Linked DNA regions of Mus musculus: all the other regions are linked to region 2. A link is a contact called in public Micro-C and promoter capture Hi-C data. All regions are on one chromosome and are shown on one strand. The core of a region is the stretch at or near the end of the contact, and the rest is flanking DNA. Distances in the headings are between cores, read along the strand shown.

Region 1 (2,700 bases), core at 11-2,510, 490 kb after region 2:
TGTTGGGTGCCTCTAGCTGCCAGGAGAGGCTTGGCTGCCAGAATGTGCCGGTAAAGACACCCCAGGGTCTAAAGCCAGCACTGTTTAGCTTGATGGCGTGGTACAAAGAAACACAGGTGGGGAAACTGAGTCATAGTCCAAACCTCTTCCTCCTAAATGATCTTATTCTTGGGCACCAAGAGACAAGAGGTGGGGCTGAAGAGAAGAGATGCCTCACAGTTGCCAGAGCCAGAGGCTGTGGTAACTAACTTATGGCTAATTAATTTGGTGCTCTAGATTGTTAACTGACTGTAGTCCCTTATGAGCCTGAGCCTCAGTGTCCTCATCAGGGAATGGATGAGGTAACAGAGCTCCCTAACAGCGATGAATATGAGGTGAACTTGACAATGCAGGTAGCTGCTGGCATCGAGGAGGGAATGCAAGTCCTCTGAATGCCAGGGGAGGTCTGAAGCACTCGCAGAAGGAATGTGCTCTGCAGACTGATGGCAGCCGGATGGGGATGTGAGTCAACCAAGCCAGAAGTTCAATCTGGAAAGTTTAAATGTGATCTGCCCCGTCTTCTACTGGCTGTGACCTTGAAACTGCCTCAGTTTCCTCATCTGCCAATGGATGTTAAGAGAGAAATCATCGGTCTCTGATTGGTGGGCTACAAGCCTATGTCTGGAATCTTCAGGCCATAATTAGTGACCCCTGCCCCAGCCCTCCCCGACCCCTCGCGGCCGCCACTGCCAACACCAGCACAAACAAACGAGCAAAGCTTCACTGGGACCAAGGCAGGCCCTCGCCAGGCCAAGACCTTAGCGGGTCATGCAGAGGCAAGGGGGGACCACAGGTTCAGCAGAGAAGTATGGGGTATGGAGAGAAAGGAGAAAGCAAGAGAAAGGAAAGTCAATAAAATGAGCTAGAATGTCTGGTGGAAGGAGAAGACAAGAAGCGGGGCAGCAGGGAGGGCTGAGGGGCAGAGCGTGGGACGTCAGAGGTAAAGAGCCAAAGAGCAGGCAAGTTCAACTCCTAAACTGAGGACGAGTCGCGACAGGTTTGGGAACTGACACGGTCCATCCCGCCCCGGACGCCGGCCTGAGGGTCCAGCGATCACTCACCGCGCAGTGGCAGAGGTGGCAGCGGCAGCAGATGCAGCGCTCCGGGCGGGCCCGGCCATCCAGCTGCAGTGTCGCGCCCCGCCCCGCTCTGCCTCGCCCGGCCCCACCACTAGGCCCCCAGCCCGGAGCCACCCCCGGCGTGCAGCCACGTCACACGGGACAGTCCGGAACCCGACGCGCGCGGCTCCGGGGGGCTAGACGGAGCGACGGCGGGGGAGGCGCTTCCGCCTCATACCATGGGGGACCCGCGCGGTCAGCGCACTTCCGCTCGGGGCGGATTCTGGGGCTGCGGGGAGAGTAGGACGGAAGTGGGTACCCTCGTGGGCATCGCGTTTAGCCAAGTTAAGCTAGGGTGAGGGCGGCACCCACGCGGGAACCGGGATCAACAGGGCGGCGGGGCTTCAGTGTGGCGTCCTTCTGAGGATGCAGTTCCAGCAGTGGCCACACGGGGGCGCGCACGGCTGCCAAACCGCTCCGTCCCGGGACGAGAGCAGGGCTATGGCTCTCTGAGTCAGCAGGCCTGGCTCCTCCATGAGCTAGGGAAAGGGGAAGTGCCTGCCGCAAGGAGGGGCCTGGCTCTGGGTACCTCAGAAGAGGGAATTTTATTCTTACTCATCGAATTATTTTTATGCTTTGGTTTTTCACTTGGAACCTCAGGCCACCGTCTCCAGGACTGTAACCCTTTGAAGTCCAGTACACGTTTCTAGAGCCTGTGCCCTGGAATTTCAAGCCAGGATACAACAAAGGACTTGGTGTTCTCTTACCCTGACAAAGCTGTACCTGAACTCTTAGACCGAAGGAGCAGTTAGTGGCAATAACAATGGCTACAGTTCTCTGATCTAGGGTAGCCCTTTACTGACCATTTACTCAGTAATCAGTGTTAACTTTACCAAATCGTTTTTATCTTTCAGGTGGGTACTGACTGTTGACCTAGGGTCAGACATATGTCACACATATGGCAGAGGCGGAATTCAACTTGGATGTACCTCTCCCTAGGGCGTGCGATGGCCACCTCATGTCTAAGCTGGAGCTAAGGTGTGGATGTGGCCTAACACCCCCCACTCCTTTGCGATCCGATACATGTTTGCATCCTTCTCTGGGAATCAGCCAGTAACTGACATGGAAGACATTCAGCAGAGGCCGAATGAGTGCTCCCCTGGGCTGGCTGTGACAGAGTGAGGGGCTCATTAGTCCTCACCTACCATTGCGGCTCTCTATGGTCCCTTGTTCCTTCTGGGCGCTCCGAGAGCAGACCGAACTCACACATCACAGTTGATGCCCTACCTCACAGTGTGTGTTTGTGTGTGTGGTTGTTGTTGTTGTTGTCGTTTTACTTTGAGATTGGTTCTATGTAGCCCTAACCCCCTGCCTGTTCTGGAACTTTCTATGTAGATGTGGCTGACTTTGAACCTACAGAGATCTGCCTACTTCTACCTCCTCAGTGCTAGAATTAAATACGTGTGCCACCACTCTTGGTTTATTTATTTATATATTTTTGACATAAGGTCTCATGTAGACTACCCCTAAACTTATTATATAGCAGAGAATGACCTGGAACCTGTGGACTGCCTGGATAGATGTGCCCTCCTACATCCAGTTT
Region 2 (2,700 bases), core at 57-2,556:
AATGGGAATGTCCCCCCAGCTGCCTTGCATCACATCCCCTGCCATGAAAATACCACTGAGAGAAAAGATCCAAAATTCGAGTCCCACCATTATCGGAAAAAAAAAAGTGAAGCAAGGAAAAAAAAAAAAGAAAGAAAAGAAAAGTCTGGAGGGGAGGGGTATAGCTAGCGCCCACAAAGCACGAATGCACACCCAGAAAAGCCAGCACTATCTCAGGAGCGATGATGAGAACAGAGCCAGCAGCCTCAAGGGACGCCTTTGAGCGGCCACCTTGGCAAGGCTGGGAACTTTCCCCCACAAAAAGCGCCCTCGGTTCTGAGTCCGGCGCTTCGCCCACCGCCCAGCGCCAGGGCCTGTCCCCAAGCACCCGGCCACCGCCACTGCCCTTCTGTCCAAGCCCTCGTGCCCCTCCAGGCCGGGTCGTAGGTCGGCCTCGGCTCAGCCAGGCCGTCCCTGCTCCGCATCCACAGCCCTCCGCAAACACGCCCCCTCCGGCCGCTTCGGGCGCGCAAGCAGGGCCCGCGCTGGCCAGACGTGACCAGCTCCGGGAAAGGCCGGGCCACCGCCGCCTGCAGCCCATGCGGGAGCTTCTATGGAAGAGTCAACGGGCACGGCGGGGGACACCCTGGGGACCCCGGAATCCTGCCCTTCCCCTGGCACCCGGGAGCCAGGGAAGGGGCTGAGTGGCGGGAGCAGGAGGCTGGCCAAGATCCCTGCCAGCCTCCTCCAGGAGGAAGGCTCCCAGGACCACGATCTCTCAGACCCTCGCCGGGTGTTCCTGGAACGGGTGACACCCGGGCAGGTGCAGGCGATGCCAATTCGGCCCGCGTCTTCCTACCACACGCCCAGGCCCACTCGAGAGCTTACCTGGCCCTGGCGTAGCAACAGCAGCAGCGGCAGCAGCGCCCAGCGGAGCCCGGGCGAGCGCGGGGGTGTCCGCGTCTCCCGCGCCGCGGGCTTCATGCCCTGCGCGCCCTGGAACGTGCCCGGGACGCGCCCCGCCGTGTGCCCGAAGCCGGGCGCCCTCGTCTCCGTCTCCAGCCGACGCCTCCGCCTCCTTCTCCGCCAGCCGGTCCGCCTAGTCCCCGCTCCGCCCGCCCCGGGCTTCCCCGGGGACATGGCAGCGGCGGCGGCGGCGGCCACACGGCGGAGCCTAGCGCGCCTGGCGCGGAGCGGCCGCGGCCTTAGACTCGCAGGGGCTTCGCGGGGCGGAGCGAGCGGCGCCCACCCTCCGCGCGTGGCTCCCAGCTCCCGGCTCCCGCGGCCCCGGCTGCTCCCTCTGCCTCCTCCGCGCGTCATGCGGCTCCGGCTGCAGGGAGCCGCGCCGAGCGCTCGGCCCCCTCTCTTCCCCTCCCCCTCTGAATATTCATCGCTTCCTCCCGCTCGGGCGGGCCGGCCGCTGCCGTGCTCCGCGGCCCCTCGCCGCCCTCTCGCCGCGGCCCCCGCCCCCAGCGAGCTGGCGGCGGGCGGGGAGTGGGCGGTGGCGAGCCCGGTGCACGCTCTGGCGTCTCCCCTCCCGCGGCCGGAGGAAGCGCCCCCTCCCTGTCCGCCTAGCCCTCCCACATTCCTGGGACTCGGGACCCGGGACGCTGCTCCACTGTTCCAGAGCCACGAGCTAGTATGGATGGGTCAGTAGGGACTCTTCAGCCTGGGACTCCCTCCCTGGCTCTGGCTTGAGCGTGCCTCTTGCCCAGGTCACAGTCGTGCTTGCTTCTAGACCGCAATCTGGTGAAGCCTGGCCCGTGGGTGGGCTTTGGGGGAGGGTGTGGGTGAACCCCCCGAAACTATTGGAAGCACACCATGTATTCTGTTCTCTCCCCAGACGCTGGGCCAGGAAGTCAGAGAGCCTGCACAGAAGCTGGTCCAGTGATTAGAGCCCCAGCTGTGGCATATGGCAAGCCCAGCTGTGCTATATACTAACTGTGTAATCCTGGTTGTGTGACTTGGAGAGAGATGCCTCACCTCTCTTGACCACTCTATGCTCCTGTGTAACAGGAAGATACTACGGGTACCTGTCTACCGAGACTTGCCTGGCGATTAAATGAGATCATGGGTAAAGTCCCAAAGAGGGTGGGACATAAGGTGAGCCCATCTGGCAGCTGTCATCACAAGTCCTGATCTGAAAGGAGTTACAAATTACCACGAATACTGCTACTGTGCCCAGGCTCACGAGAGGAAACCAAAGAGCTCTATCTACTGCACCTAGAAGTAATGACAGACAGTACCAAACCAAGGCATGCTAGGGAGGGAAAGACTGATTCTGACCAAAGGAAGAGGTGACACTTGAGCTGGGCTTTGATGGATGGTTGGGTTTCACCGGGCAGAGAGAGGGGAGCAGTGTGGCAGGAAGTGGGAGCAACTTGGCAAAAAAAAAAAAAAAAAAAAAAAAAAAAATCAGAAGGCAGATTCTTCAACCTTGACCTTCTGAGAAACAGAGAAACAGGAGCGTTCTATTTGGGAAGACCTGAGCAGCCAAGATAGTGAAGTGAATCTAGTCTGGACCCTATGAGAACTGGAATGTAGACCACCAGGTGTCCAGCCTGCTTCTAGGCATCCCTTGGGCCTCAGAGTCCCAGCTTCACGCAGAGAACAGAGGGGAAAGGGGCTGCACCTGTCCTCTGGTATTTTGCATTTGATTAAACACTATCTGGTTATCACAGCCCACAGGAGTTATGTTCCTCCCTGCCTCACTCTTCTTGA
Region 3 (2,700 bases), core at 161-2,660, 310 kb after region 2:
GGGAGGCATCCTGGGTGAGAGGGCACAGCACTGCCAGCACTTGCAGTTTGAACCAGGTAGGAGTAAGCAAAGACTACAACTTAGCCTGGGCCCTTTTCTCTGAGCCCTGATGATTCCTAACTTCCTATCTGGTATATCTGTGGCTCTTCCACTCCTAACTACCCCCACACCCACCAGCACCCCATCATGCCTTCCCTGGCCTCTCCCTTCCCAAGGCCCTGCTGGCTGCCATGTTATCTACCCATTACCAGCCCACCCTGATTCCTTTGTTGAGAGTTCTTCCATATTAAGTGTCAAATGTCTTCCAGCCCCAGTTGGGATTCAAATGTCCTGCCTCTCTCCCTCCCACACCTTCCTGCCCTGAATAAGAGGTCCAGTGCCTAAGGAGGACCACAGGTGTCACAGGATGGCTCCTGGCCTTTCCCTGTGGGACTCATCCCACCCTCAGTGCCCTGCCCATTGGAGTGCCCCCCTCCCCAGCTTTCAAGGAGAAGGAGACATTTGTGATCTGGCAAGGGCTAGGCAGGCACTTTGCCTTGTGCCTCCTTGTACCCAACAGCGTGGAGGAACTGCCCAAGCTCATCACTTCTCCATGGGTAATTTATACTCCAGTAACTGGGGCCAGGTATGTGGAGAATTCCAGAAGGAAAGCTCCTGAGGGCCAGGGCTTCTGCGAGCCTGTGAGGGTGAGGGGGGGCGTGGGGCGTGGAGGAGATGCTGATCTCAGCCCCTGAGGTGTTGTTGGACTCCTACGAGTGTGGGCATAGCTCCCCAGAAAGTCCATGCCCCACACGGGGACCTCCTATTGCCCTTCTCAACCTTTTCCGGAAAAGAAAAATTCAGTACGTCCCAAGGATCCTGCACCTTCTTTGTTCTTCTCAGAGGGTCTCAAGCTGATGTGCTGATGTCTGCAGCTTTGTCCTTCCTCCAGCCTTGCTAGCACACGCACGAGGTGCAGGGGGAGGGGCATTTGCAGACTCAGAAGTGAGGAAGGAAAAGTGGGGCATTTTCACCTCTTACTTTACTAAGGACATTGACCCATTTATCATTCTCTTCCCTCAGACCTTCCCCCCAAGGCCACTCAGCGTGGACATCTGTCCCATACAAAATCTCACCTCCTACTGTCCTTGCTTGCAGCACAGTCCATGCCTTGCCCGAGTCCTCTCTCCCCACACAAACCAGAAAGCTGGTCTGTAGGATGCCTTGGGCCACCCTAGGGTGGCCTCTCTAGCGGCCTCGGTTTCCCCACCTGCTAACTTGGATCAATGACGCCTGAGCGCGGCACCCGGTGGGTAACGCTCAGGATCCAGGAATGAGGAAGGGTCCCATGCTCAGCGCAGGCTCGGTGCGGTGCCCCAGGCCCAACTGCTCGGCGCCCCTCCCTCGTCCTCCGCTCTCCCCTCCGCCTCCCCTGCTCCCCGCCCTTGCGTTTCTCCGCTTCAGCTTCTGCTGTCCTTCCCACTTGCTCACGCCTCCCTTGCCGGGGTCCCCACTCGTCGCCGGCTAAACCCCCGCCACCCCTGGAGGCCCGGTCAAGCCGCAGCGCGGGCGACCAGTGTGTAGCCCGGCGTCCTCACCGAGCAGGATAGCCGGCTGGGACCGAAGCCGACCCGCCCGCCACCAGCCAGGTGAGGGCAGCCCGGAGGAGGCGGGGGCGCAGGCTTCTCTTCTATGCGAGCGGGGGCGGCGGGAGGCACGAGGGACCCGGTCCCTTTTCCTGGAAAGGAGGACCTGGGCGCTTTTTCATGAAAGAGGCTCAGGGGCTTTTACTTCAGAGGGAGGGGTGGAGGGCAGGGATAATGGAAAAGGGGCTTGCGGGGACCCCTTAATGGGGCATTTTTCCCCACGAGAAGGGACTTATTGACTGCTTCTGTAAAAGTGGGGCTCACATTCTTGGAAGGATGCGGACTTTCAAGGAAGATACAGGGGGGTTCTGGCACGGTTTGAAAGCAGTGTTAACTGGGATATGGGAACAAGGCGCTAGGGGCTTGGAGATGCCCTTAGTCTGACATCGCTGCACCTTCTCCATTGGTTCTATGGCTCTGGGTCTATCCAGCTCTGTCCCAGTTTTCCTCTTTGAAGATGACTATTTTTGAGCTTCACCTGGACAGAGCTTTGTGCAGCCATTTCCTTTCCTGGAGCTCTGAGACCCACCTGACGCCTTACCATCCTCCTCTGACCTGCTGGGGAATGGGATTGTTAGAGGAAAGGATCCAGGGTTCAGGGGCATGTGCAGTGGAGTACGGAAGGTAGGAAGGGTATTGGACACACAAGAACCTTTGGCACTGGTGGGTTCATCTGACTTAGAGGGGAGGTGGCAAAGGATAAGGTGGGCAGGAGCTTCGAGCGAAGACCTGCCAGGAAAGCTGCCGGGCAGAGGGAGAGCTCCCACCTCTCAGCAAACAAATGACAGAGGCTGTGCTTGCCTTTGTTTGCTTCCTCCTTCGCTCCCTTGTCTCTTCTGGTTTTGCAAAAGGGGTCACTGAGGCGGGAAACACATTGACCTTTGTGTAAGAGGGAGAGCTGGTAGAGAAGCGCACTGATTTGAAATGGAAAAAAAGAACAAACCCTCTGTTTAAGGCTAAGAGTTCAGTGGATGACCTTGAGCCAAAACGTGTACCCCTCGTTTAGGCACCAGATTTCTCATCCATAAAATGGAAGAGGGCTTATCTATATGTCCAAAAGAGCTTTGTATGAAGA
Region 4 (2,700 bases), core at 191-2,690, 270 kb after region 2:
TCTTGCTGTTTCTAAGTCATGTTGAGAACTGTGTTTAATTAAGAGCAACATGTAATTTTTTTAGAATAAAAAGCTACCATTTACTATTGCATTTTTGTTGTGTATGCCAGGCTAGGTCCATATTGCTTTGAGATAATGTTTTGAAGTGGATATTATTATACTTATTTGCTTAAAAGTTTTGAAGAGTTGGGATGACCTATATAAGGTCACACTGTAACTGGCAGAGGTAGACTTTGGATGAGGCCCATTGGACTTCAAAGCCCGTGTGCCTGACCTACAAACTGCCTCCCAATATCAGCTAGTTCTGGGCTGAATAGAAGGCCATATTAGGACTAACTTCTGTATTTCAGCCAATTTCTCAAAAACTCCATATATACAGTTTCACTTAATGTTCATAAAAATACACTGAGTTAGTTGCATTGTCCTTATATTTAGATACAAACACTAAAAAATTTAAAAAGGAAAGTGACACATGGATCCAAAAGGAAAGCCAGATTCCAAACTCGGTTCCTTGTTCATTCTCAGCAGTACACACTAAGTGCTTGCACTAAGTGGTGTCTGCTACAGAACAAAGGGGCCAGAGCTGGAGCAATGCCTTTTCTTCATTTTGCCTCTAACAGCCTGGGTAGCCCGATTGGCACTGAGCTTTAATAAATCTTGAGCACTGGTACATGCCAGGCACTGGGGGAAAATAGTGTACAAAGGCCATCTCGGTTCCTGAACCCAGAGTTGACACTCTCAACTGTCAAAGACAATTTCCCAGTGACAGGTGTCACAAGGCAACGGGTAGGAAATACGGATAAAATGGATTTCGAGTAGTCAGAGAAGACATGAAAAAAAAATTTTTTTTTTTGGTCAGTATGTCACCATGTAACCCTGGTTTACCGGGTATCCAGTTTGTAAACCAGATTAGCCTTGAACTCACATATCCACATTCCTCTGCCTCCCAAGTGCTGGATTAAGGGTCTGTGCCGCCACATCTGACCCCGAGGGGGCACATTTTGTTGTAGTTGCTTTTTCTTTCCAGTACTGAGGACTGAAAGCAAGGATGTCGGGAAGTGCTCTACCACTGAGCTAATGGTAAACGCAAAATCAGGGACCTGCAGAATTCACTGTTAAGCCAGACAGGATCTGTTGTTCATTAGACATGACAACTCTAACGGAAAACAACCATCAAACTTTACGTCGTCAAAGCCTGAAAGAGGATAGGAGTATAACTCAGTTCTTCCAGTTGTTAGTCCGCTGACCTTGCCTTTGCCGTCAGGGTCACCCCACCACCACCCCATCATTACCATTCCCTCCCTACTCCTTCCGGACACTTCCGGCTTGCGCAGGCGCAAGAGAAATCGCCTTTCCTAGAGGCGCGAGGAGCCCACGCCCAGACGCATGCGCGTCCCTCCCACAAGCCCCGCCCCAGGCGGCCCCTCGCGAGCGCCTGCCGTTTCTTTGGGCGGGCCGGTGGGCGGAGCCTAAGCGGGCGGCGCGCCGCGGGCGGGCCAGTGAAGCCGGCGCCCCCGACACGTGATCTGGAACCGGCTGTGTCGCTTGGTGACTCCGTCTGTCCGTCCGTCCGCGGGTGCCATCATGGCGGACGCGGCCAGTCAGGTGCTCCTGGGCTCCGGTCTCACCATCCTGTCCCAGCCGCTCATGTACGTGAAAGTGCTCATCCAGGTATGAGTCGTCGCCCTTTCCTTCCCCGCCCGCGTCCTGTCAGGTCGCCACCGCCCTCTGCGCCTTTGGGTTGGCTCTGCGTCCCAGGCCTTCACCCTCTCGAGATGCTGCCCTTCTCTCCCCTCAGGAACAACTTCCACGGCCTCGCGCCCCTCTCGGAGACATCCCGAGGCTCGCCCCGGGCAGGCCGGCTCCCTTTCTGCAGCCAACTGCCACCCTTGCCTTCCCTGGCCGGTGACTCTTCTCAACTTTGTTTTTCCTTTCCCTGATCCTGGCCGGTTGCCACCGAGGGCTTCCCAACCCTTTTCTTGTCGCCCCTCTGATACTGGCGTTCACCTCACCTCGTTCACTCCTCCTCAGCGAAATATCTCAAACTCGAGACGTGAAATAACTCATCTATGGGCAAATTTAAAATTCTAGGAAAGCCAACATCTTATTGTTCTTACTCGGTTTTTCTATTTGCTGTTTCTACTTCTATTCCCGTTCAGAGATTTTAACACCAGATACCCGGATATACACAAGGAGCGCATTGAGAAGTGATAATGAAATCAGATTTCCTGAGGATCCATTGAGCGCTTTCACAGTAACCCATGTGGTTCATGACAATGAAAATCACGTTGGTTAGAGCTGGAAATCAGTTCTGTTTAAACACTTTAGCGAGTTTAAATGTAACATCAAACCCCGGATGTCTCTCTTGCCTCCCTTGCCAATCTGCTATAAAATATTTCTAAAGTGGTCATTTATATTCATGGGTAAGGAGGCCTACTTTTAGCTGGTGATAGTATTTTCAATTGCTCTTCTAACTTTCCCTGTGCTGATCAGGGCCATTTTTAAGCATTTATTGAGGATTGCCATACCTCATGCATTGTGTGTCCTGGAAGGAAGCAGGCTTTAGAATCCCTGTCCTCAATGTTTACCATTCTGAAAAGAGAAAAAAAAAAAAGCAAGACTCTAGAATGGACTTCATTTTTAAATTGTTCTTCATACAAATTGTTGCTAAGTTGACTAATATAAGTGTAGATGTTGAAG
Region 5 (2,700 bases), core at 56-2,555, 340 kb after region 2:
TCCACTCCCTGAGCCAAGCATATTCAAACCACCACACACAAGTCACAATTTTAGTTACTGAGGTTAGTGACCAAAATCACAAATACAAAATGGGTGTATTAGCACATGCCTGTAATCTCAGTACTTGGAAAGTGGAGGCAGGAGAATCGGATCAGGACTTAAGACCCCTGTCTCAAAATAAACAAACAAAGGAAAAGTAGCATATACATGTACAATTCTGTGCATGAAGAACTGTACCCCCCGTCCCCATTTTGAAGCAGGACTTCCTTGTCCTGTGTCCTGACTGACCCAGAGCTCACTACATACAATACACCAAGCTGGCCTGGAACAACTTCTTGCCTTAAGGGGGCTGAAATTCCAGGAGTGAGCCACCCACAGCGGGTTAGCTCGCTCTTTTTAGACAATGGCCAGGACACATTGAACTCCTGGGCTCAAAAGATCCTGCCTCTGCCACCTGAGTCTCCAGACTCGCAAGACTTCTTTCTGGCTTATCAGCTTCAGCGTCTTTCCACCTGCAGCCATTTGAGCTTGACCCACATACACAGAACTTGAGAAGGCAACTAGGTCTCCAACACTGGTCTCGGAGACAAGGTCACCCACGGCGTCCTTCCTCTTCCCCTAGCTTCTCCAGCTTTCCCAGGCCCGAGTGCTGGGCCAGCCAGGCCAGAGGGCCCGGGTCCTCACCTTCGAGGTGTTGCACAGGAATCGGGTCTCGTACTCCTCGTTCATAGTGATCACCCCGCGCACGTTCTCGTCCAGTACCAGCTGCCGAGGCAAAGAGGAGGCTCAGCGAGGGCCGCGGGGCGCCCGCAGAGGCCCTGGGCCCGCTCCCGGCCCGGCCCGGCCCGGCCCGGCGGTCTCTCACCCGGCGCGTCATGTTCTTCAGCGGCAGCGCGCCCAGCAGAACCGTGTGGTCGATGCGGTGGTACCAGTCGCGGTGCGCCGGGCCGCGCACCCTCCCCCGGACACTGTGTAGAGCAGCGTCGGGTAGAAGAGCACCCGGGCCAGGCCGGCCTCCAGCCACGCGGAGGCCGCCATCCCGCCCCACCCCGCCAGGCGCAGTGGCGAGGCGCCCCACCCCGCCAGGCGCAGCGGCCAGCCACCGGCCCCGGGGCTCGCGACCAGCCACCGCGAGAAGGACGCGGAGGACGAGAGCTGAGGGCCACCTGATGCCTCCCGACTCTTCGAAGCTGAGTCCCCGGAGTCCCGGCCCTGCCCGAGGGATCCCGGAACAGGAGCCATGGCTCCAAAGGAGAGGCGCCGCGAGGCGCGGCGAGGGGTCGGGTGGAGGGAGTGGAATGGCAAGATCGGGTGAAACTGTGACCCTGCCTAAGGAGCAGGGCCGGCTCTCCAACCCCTGACCTTAGGGAGGGGCCGTGACCCCGGAGTGCACCCATCACTAAGGAGGAGGCTCAGCAGAGAGGCTCCTCTAAACAGGGAAGGCCCTGGAGAAGCCGAGTCTGCCTGTAAAAAAAGCGGTGGTTGTCAGCTGCTCTTGGGGGAGCAGGGAACCTGAACTTGAACCTAGGTGGTGGTCTACTGCCCTGTGTCTGTCTGTCTGTGTCTGTCTCTCTGTCTCTCTGTCTTTCCCCGCCCCCCCCCCTCTCCTTTTTTAAAACCAGGTCACACTATGAAGCCCTAAATGTCTTCTACTGGCTATGTAGCTAGCTCCAGGACACACAAAGGAACCCTGTCTCAAAAAAAAAAAAAAAAAAAAAAAAGTGTGTGTGTTGGGTGCTTTGCCTGCCTGTATGACATCACCTGGGTGCAAAGTCCAAGGAGTCCAAAGAGGATGTTGGAACCCATGGGACTGGAGCGTGACTCGGAGAGAAAGCTGGAGAATGCTGGAAATCAAACCAGGGTTCCCTGGAAGAGTAGCCAGTGCTCTTAACTGCTTAAATATTTCTCCAGCCACAAGAAAATACTCTTAACCTGTATCTGCTGCTTTTCCCCTCCTTTTTGGTTTTGATTTGGGGTGATTTGTTTGTTCGTTTTTCAAGATAGGGTTTCTTTGTGTAGCCCTGGCTGTCTTGGAACTCTCTTGTAGACCAGGCAGCCCTTGAACTCAGAGATTCACCTGTCCCTGCCTCCTGAGTTCTGGGATTAAAGACATGTGCTACCACTGTCTGTCATCTTTTTCCTCCTTTTAAAAAAGAGATATATTTTATTCTTATCAAAGAAATACTCGTAATAATACCCAAGAAGGAAAGAGTAGGTTGAGAGGAGTTTGGAGGGTGGGGATGAATTTTATCAAAGTGCATTAATACATGTATGAGATCCTCAAAGAATTAACAAGTATTAAATTTAAAATGGAACGTGTAGAGCTGGAGAGATGGCTCAGAGGGTAAGAGCACCAACTGTTCTTCCATAGGTCCTGAGTTCAATTCCTAACAACCACATGGTAGCTCACATCCATCTGTAATGGGATCTGATGCCCTCTTCTAGTGTGTCTGACAGCTACAGTGTACTCACATACATAAAATAAATAAATCTTAAAAAAAAAAAAAGGTAAGGAAAAATAGCCCATTTACTTTAAATCGATAAGTGAAGCAGACATGCCATTTTCAGTGTGGGGATTGGAAAGTATAGTAAGAATTGAGTCTGCCATCATGGTGACACACCCCTTAATCCCAGCACTCAGGAGGCAGAGGCAGGTTGATCTCTGAGTTAAAAACCAGTCTGGTCTATATAGAGAGTTCC

What was found. Promoter capture Hi-C pulls out the DNA fragments that hold promoters and counts their contacts. Hi-C and Micro-C count contacts between places; a contact is called where the count stands out from the background.
Region 1: a promoter capture Hi-C map of pre-B cells shows a contact between it and region 2, with 3 times the contacts expected there. The contact joins the promoter of Slc39a13 here to the promoter of Ptprj in region 2. A contact is called at or near these places in 2 of 39 promoter capture datasets (cranial neural crest and pre-B cells) and 2 of 9 other capture datasets (adipose tissue and pancreatic islet).
Region 3: a contact with region 2 is called in a Micro-C map of embryonic stem cells, with 2.1 times the contacts expected there. The contact joins the promoter of C1qtnf4 here to the promoter of Ptprj in region 2. A contact is called at or near these places in 1 of 39 promoter capture datasets (cranial neural crest) and 1 of 484 Hi-C or Micro-C datasets (embryonic stem cells).
Region 4: a contact with region 2 is called in a Micro-C map of embryonic stem cells, with 3 times the contacts expected there. The contact joins the promoter of Mtch2 here to the promoter of Ptprj in region 2. A contact is called at or near these places in 2 of 39 promoter capture datasets (cranial neural crest and pre-B cells), 2 of 484 Hi-C or Micro-C datasets (embryonic stem cells and muscle stem cells) and 1 of 115 datasets of contacts at active chromatin or transcription factors (pancreatic cancer cells).
Region 5: a promoter capture Hi-C map of pre-B cells shows a contact between it and region 2. The contact joins the promoter of Ptpmt1 here to the promoter of Ptprj in region 2.

The regions. Positions count from the first base shown.
Region 1 is chr2:91,069,055-91,071,754 of GRCm38.p6, forward strand. It overlaps Slc39a13 (solute carrier family 39 (metal ion transporter), member 13), which reads right to left and starts at 1,261. Exons shown (of 10, transcript NM_026721.3): 1 at 1,101-1,261. Gm39874 (predicted gene, 39874) reads left to right here and starts at 1,297. Exons shown (of 2, transcript NR_166131.1): 1 at 1,297-1,452; 2 at 2,012-2,569.
Region 2 is chr2:90,579,289-90,581,988 of GRCm38.p6, forward strand. Ptprj (protein tyrosine phosphatase, receptor type, J) reads right to left here and starts at 1,307. Exons shown (of 24, transcript NM_008982.6): 1 at 868-1,307. The coding sequence starts at 963. Gm46752 (vegetative cell wall protein gp1-like) reads left to right here and starts at 1,467. Exons shown (of 3, transcript XR_001783391.2): 1 at 1,467-1,628; 2 at 1,823-2,082.
Region 3 is chr2:90,884,376-90,887,075 of GRCm38.p6, forward strand. C1qtnf4 (C1q and tumor necrosis factor related protein 4) reads left to right here and starts at 1,411. Exons shown (of 2, transcript NM_026161.3): 1 at 1,411-1,628.
Region 4 is chr2:90,845,715-90,848,414 of GRCm38.p6, forward strand. Mtch2 (mitochondrial carrier 2) reads left to right here and starts at 1,441. Exons shown (of 13, transcript NM_019758.3): 1 at 1,441-1,671. The coding sequence starts at 1,585.
Region 5 is chr2:90,916,745-90,919,444 of GRCm38.p6, forward strand. Ptpmt1 (protein tyrosine phosphatase, mitochondrial 1) reads right to left here and starts at 1,306. Exons shown (of 5, transcript NM_025576.2): 1 at 968-1,306; 2 at 866-965; 3 at 685-765. The coding sequence starts at 1,242.